2 separate regions of the Danio rerio genome follow, and region 1 is linked to region 2. The links are chromatin contacts, called in public Hi-C maps. All regions are on one chromosome and are shown on one strand. Each heading gives the region's core, a stretch centred on a gene start, on an enhancer-like site or on the middle of the called end of the contact. The rest is flanking DNA. Distances are from core to core; before and after follow the strand shown.

Region 1 (2,976 bases), core at 133-2,632, 180 kb before region 2:
AAATAGATCACACAAATCAGGAAAAGATATTCAACAACTTCATCGTGTACATATTATGAATGACATTAGAAATCAGATACGTGTTATAATCCGTTTTGTTCTTTGGAATAAATATAACTGTTAGTTAAACCCTGTAAGTATCTCATTTCATGAAGAGAACATGGTGTTTATATGTAACAAACACGGAGTTCAACTCAGTCGTGTTCCTGAAAAAGACTGGAGGCTCTTTATGACCTGCATTCGTTTAGACGTGTATTTTATTGATAAACACAGACAGAAATACAACAGTAAAACAGCAGCACTAGAGTGATGCTGATGCTCAGTCAGGTATGTATACGTGATGGCAACGGAGGAGCAACAACACCACCGGTGTCAGATTCCCTTTAACGTTAAACACCAGCACCCATGACAAACTTTGGCGGAGACAGCTTTCAAAATACCACAGCGCATACAATATTTAGCCAATTTCCGTAAAATTAAAGCACTGACCGCTGAATCGCCAATCCCCCTCTTCACCGACATCTTCCAGCAGCAGAGCTTCGGCGGCTAATGTTAGCTACCAAAATCAAAACTCAATGGGTCGCCTTCTTGAGCAACGGCTTCACTGATTGGGCCGTTGATTTGATTATCGAATCAGCGACTGTGTCCTTAAAGCGTCTACGTTGAGGTCTTCGACTTTACCGTTTGGGGTGTTGCTAAGCAACGGCGTCATATCCAGCGTAGTTTAAACCTTTGGTTTCATTTGTTTAGCGACAGAGGGAGATTGGTGGTCGCGTTTATTCATTAAATGCTTTTGAATCTTTATACATTATCAGTCGTTTTTGTCTATTTCTTCTAAAGAGATATGGTACTGTTCAGTGTTCTACTCTTTTTAAAATCCTACTCTGGATAGAATTTCACTTTCGTTTATATTTTTATTCAGATTTTTTTTCATTTAAAAAAATAATTTGTCCTTCTAAATGCTTTGTTTCTTATTTTTTATTATATTATTTACATTTTATTGTTGTTGCTTTGACTATTGCTGTTGTCCTCTCTATTTTAATCAAAACATCTGTGTAATTTGTATGTAATGTAAATGAATATATAATGTAAGTAAGATATAATGAACATTAATCAACTCTAAGGACTGCATAATCTTTAAAAGACTAGCTTGCAAATTTCAGATTTAATCCCAACATGCCTTCTGTTTCATTATTTGAGGAGTGGTTACATTGACCGGACTGATGTCGACGTTAATTTCTCTATTTATGGTAGTATTTTGTACTTGTACAAATATATCAATCGAAATCTAAATTATTTTTTTTAAATTAAATATCCTCCATTGTTGCTCAACTAGCCGGACTGGCTCTATGATTCGAAGCGTGATTTGTTTGGTCTGAGTAAAAACGCGGTTGGTTTGACAGAAGGGAAGTGGCTCAACATGGAGGAGTTTCACTTGTTTACTTGTAAAAAGAATCACAAATTGTCCACGTTTCATACACTTTCTTGAAGTTTACCGGAATCATGGCGTCTGTAATGGTAAGATGATTTAGTAGAAACATTTTAGAGTACGGATATAGACATTTTAGATAGAGCGCTGTACCACTGTGCTGGAAAGTTTCGTGTTTGTTTGTATGTGGACATGCATAACGTTTATAGTTGTCGGGTTTACAAAATTAAAATTTAATCGATACAATTAACTAGGTCTATTAGCAAAAATACTGTGCAATTAACACAGATTAGACGTGAATCAACGGCAGTACCATTGTGTTTTGAACATGTTTATTAACAACGTTTTTGATTATTTGTAACGGTATTACCATCAATTTCAGTTTTTTCATGTTTAGATGTGTGTTGTTGACATTTTTTACATTTTTATTAGTATGTCTATATTAAAATTATTTTATTTTGACATTTATTTTAGTTTACTTAGATTTAATTCAAGTCTAATATTTTGTCTTTTGTCAGCTGAAATAGTTTAATTTGAACCATTTTAATTTTTTTATTTAAAATGGTACTTTATTATAGCTTTGATATTTTAGCTAACTTACAAAATATTTATTTATTTATTATCATTTGCTTTTTTTTTTTTTTGCTTACACTTAAAAGTTCTCTGTCTTATTCAGGAGGATCCCACCCTTGAGAGGCATTTTAAAGGTCATAAAGATGTAATTTCCTGCGCTGACTTCAACCCCAATAATAAACAGCTTGGTATGTCACATTTATCTTCATTATTTAAAATAACTCAGAATACAAAAAAATATAATTTCACTCTAGCCCCAAAATAACCTCTTACAAATAATTTTGCAGCTACTGGATCCTGTGATAAAAGCCTTATGATTTGGAACCTCGCTCCTAAAGCCCGGGCTTTCAGGTTTGTGGGTCACACAGATGTCATTACAGGCGTTAATTTTGCTCCAAGCGGTTCAATGGTGGCATCTTCATCCAGAGATCAAACAGTTCGATTGTGGACACCCAGTATGTGAGTTCAGTTGGCGCTTTATCAGTATTAATGTATTATTTTGTTATCTTTAACATTTCTAACCCAAAGTATTTTAGTTTTCTCATCCTTTGGCCATCCAAAATGCATGTGACCTTTCTTTTCCGTGTAATATAAAATAAGGTTTTTAGCTACAACATGGTCTTTTATGGTGATTCATAAAATACCAGTCAGTGGCTGCTGACATTAAGAATAATAATAATAATATATATATATATATATATATATATATATATATATATATATATATATATATATATATATATATATATATTTTTTTTTTTTTTTTTTTTTTTTCCAAGTGATGTTTAACGGAGCAAGAAATTTTTCACAGTATGTCTGATAATATTTTTTCTTCTGGAGAAAGTCTTATTTGTTTTATTTCGGCTAGAATAAAAGCAGTTTATAATTTTTTAAACACTGTTTTAAGGACAAAATTTTTACCCCTTTTAAGTTGTTTTTTTCCCAATAGTCTACAGAACAAACCATCGTTATAC
Region 2 (3,096 bases), core at 150-2,649:
AAAAAAATGTTAAAATTTTGTAAGTTGTAATAATTATTGTTTTTTTGCAATATTTTGCTTGAATTTAATTGTATTATCTTTCAATGCCTAAAAGTGTTTGGTGACTAATTATTATTTTAATAAATATATCTGTTTATTAAGTCTGTTTTATTAAAATGCGCCAAAATACATTGCCTATATTCACTGAGAAATGGATAAAAATATTCATTTTCAGAATGGGGTGTACGCAATCATGCTGAGCACTGTATATACAATGTTAAGTTTGTATCATAATTTATCATTTGCATGTGTTTTTAATGCCTGGAATTGTATAATGATTTTAAAAGCGTTTAGGCACAAAATATTTCACCACTTGTGACTTTAAGGAGGATTCATTTTATTTAATTATTTAATTTCTGTACTTGAATACTGTTAGACTCTGGAAATGATAAACTGTGTTTATCTATCTTTTTCTTAATTGTCTTTATAAATTGTTATTTATGAAAATGCTCACAACGTACACTGAAGAGTAATACAGAAATACACTGCAAATAGCACAGACCACAAGAAAATGTGTCTGGGGACCCCCGAAAGTTTATAGATTGTTTATTAGATTTTATGAGGATGCTAAAGTAGTATATCAATTCATCAATCATTGACTAAAAACATGCATGAAAATACTCACAACACATGCAAATAGAGAAATGCACTGCAAGTAGCACAGACCACATGAAAATGTGTGGGAAATGTATAGATTGCTATTTGATGTTATGGAGATGCACCCCATTTCAGAATAATCCCAATTGATCTTACAAATATAGATATTAAGTCAACTGGTGACATTGTATTCATATCCCAATATATATCACAAATAAAAATCATAAGATTTTTTAAAATCATGCAGCCCTATTCAAAACCCTTTTCCATATATTCATGGAGTCTATTTCCTCACACAATTAAGCAGGGAAATTAGCTGTTGTATCATGGCTACAGCAGGCACACCATATTACACATTCTAATTGGTGGTGCACATGTTCTTTTTTCTGGAGACTATTTTCAGGTGTAATGTCGATGCTCCTGCTGCAGCCATAACACAGCAGCAATGATTATTACACCAGAATGACAGTATAGTTAATAGACATGTCAGCCTAGAAAATAGTAACTTTTAATTTTCTGCCAGTCTTTGTAGAAAATGTAACTACGAAAGAGTCGAACTGCAAATAGAAAATGATCAAAACTATTTATCCTGATGCTAATCCTCATGCTTCAATGATCTATGCTAAGCAATATTATTATATAACAATATTAATATATAACAATTGTAAATCGAGCTTATTTTCTTTAAGATCATATGTTGTGTTCTTTCAGATGGTGTCCTGGAGAAAGACTGAATGGTGCAGGAACAAAATTTACCAGCAGAGGCGAACTGGACCATGAACCAGCCAAATACTGACCCTCTAAAAGATGTTGAATGTTTCCCAGGTGAGATCAAGTGCAAATCTATATTATTTGAACACTCATTTGATTTTGTTTTTTAAAAGGATCAGGCGTTTCTTTGTTTAACTTGACTAAATTATTACTCTCAGATGTGTGAAGTCCTTCATTGGCTATCATGCGTTTATTTCTGACTGTAGGTTGATGATGTCAGTGGTTTCCGTGAGGAATTAGATGAGAAATGCTGCCATCTGCTGGACAAACAGCAAAATGTGGTTTTTGAAAAGGTCAGTGCGATGCTGAAGGAAAATGGAATCAATGTTGCAAGCGAAAGAGAGGATGCTTTAAAAGAATTACTTGCAATTATAAATTATGCTTTTATTTATTTATTTGTTTGTTTCTTTATTTGTTTATTTACTTATTTATCTATTAACTTATTTAAAGCATAGATGAAATGAGCAAGTTACACTGAATTGAGCATGACATTTTTAAAACATAAATAAAATGAAATTGGTTAAAAAAATAAGAATGCAAGTAACACTGAAATTAGCATAAAATTTTAACTATAGAAAACTGAAATAAAATAAAGTGTGTGTGCGTGCGTGCGTGCGTGCGTGCGTGCGTGCGTGCGTGCGTGCGTGCGTGCGTGCGTGTGTGTGTGTGTGTGTGTGTGTGTGTGTGTGTATCGTCACCTTAGAATTATAAGGTTCTATCTGACATTTTTGTCAAAATTGAGTTATTGACATGTTCTTATTGAATGACAACTTATTTACATTATGGGATGTTTTTTATAAGTTGTTTACATTTTAAGACTTTATTAAAAAAAACAAATGTTACACACATACTGTTTGCTGTGGAATGCGAAAACTTTAAAGCTCATTATCTCAAAATCATTCTGAACGCATATAGAACCTTATAATTCCAAGATGACGATATATATATATATATATATTAGATTCTGTGTGGAGTTTGCATGTTCTCCCCGTGTTCAAGTGGGTTTTTTCTGGGTGCTCTGGTTTCCCCAACAAGTCCAAGAACATGTGGTATAGGTTATGTGGGTAGGCTAAATCGTCCCTAGTGTATGTGTGTGAATGGGTGTGTATGGATGTTTCCCAGTGCGGGGTTGCAGCTGGAAGGGTATCTGCGGCGTAAAACATATGCTAGATAAGTTGGTGGTTCATTCCGCTGTGGTGACCCCAGATTAATAAAGGGACTGAGCCAAAAAGAAAATGAATGAATGAAGTCCACATAAAACCTTTTGTAATTTTGCATTTTGTACTGTTTTTTGACAATAAGGAACATACATTTTCTGAAGTTTTTTTATAGGAATGAAACCAGAATGCATTCATTGATTGTGGAAATATTTGAGATATGACTACTTTAACAATCAAAAAGCATTTTGGTCCATTCAACTCCATAGTTGAATGGGTAATAGGATAAAACGCATTAAATTCAATTCGCCCTTCAAATATTTTTTTTCTTTCATATATTTACAAATATTTCTTCATATTTTAACCACTTTAACCATCGTAATGCATTTGGGCCTCGAATATATACACAATATTCTAAAAACATTTTTAAAATAATTTTACAAGTCCTTAACCTTTACATGCCAAGAACATTTTTCAAATTCATTCCCTCTGTAATAACATATTTTTTAATTATTACAATTATCATTTTAGA

The links. Hi-C and Micro-C count contacts between places; a contact is called where the count stands out from the background.
Region 1: a Hi-C map of skeletal muscle shows a contact between it and region 2, with 4 times the contacts expected there. The contact joins the promoter of poc1b here to the enhancer-like site in region 2. A contact is called at or near these places in 12 of 18 Hi-C or Micro-C datasets (caudal fin, embryo, fibroblasts and 4 more) and 2 of 4 datasets of contacts at active chromatin or transcription factors (caudal fin and embryo).

The regions. Positions count from the first base shown.
Region 1 is chr25:19,429,512-19,432,487 of GRCz12tu, reverse strand. It overlaps poc1b (POC1 centriolar protein B), which reads left to right and starts at 1,382. Exons shown (of 12, transcript NM_200118.1): 1 at 1,382-1,518; 2 at 2,106-2,190; 3 at 2,290-2,461. The coding sequence starts at 1,504. cep41 (centrosomal protein 41) reads right to left here and starts at 561. Exons shown (of 11, transcript NM_001002194.1): 1 at 490-561. The coding sequence starts at 522.
Region 2 is chr25:19,247,479-19,250,574 of GRCz12tu, reverse strand. si:dkey-106n21.1 reads left to right here. Exons shown (of 16, transcript XM_073943010.1): 3 at 1,348-1,461; 4 at 1,614-1,700. The coding sequence starts at 1,648. Among named protein-coding and RNA genes, the nearest start is that of si:dkey-106n21.1, 46 kb to the left of the region's middle. Within about 2 kb of position 1,399, at least 7 of the 62 cell types and tissues checked have an H3K27ac peak or open chromatin away from gene starts, as enhancers often do. A contact at or near this core is called in skeletal muscle, where this site is marked.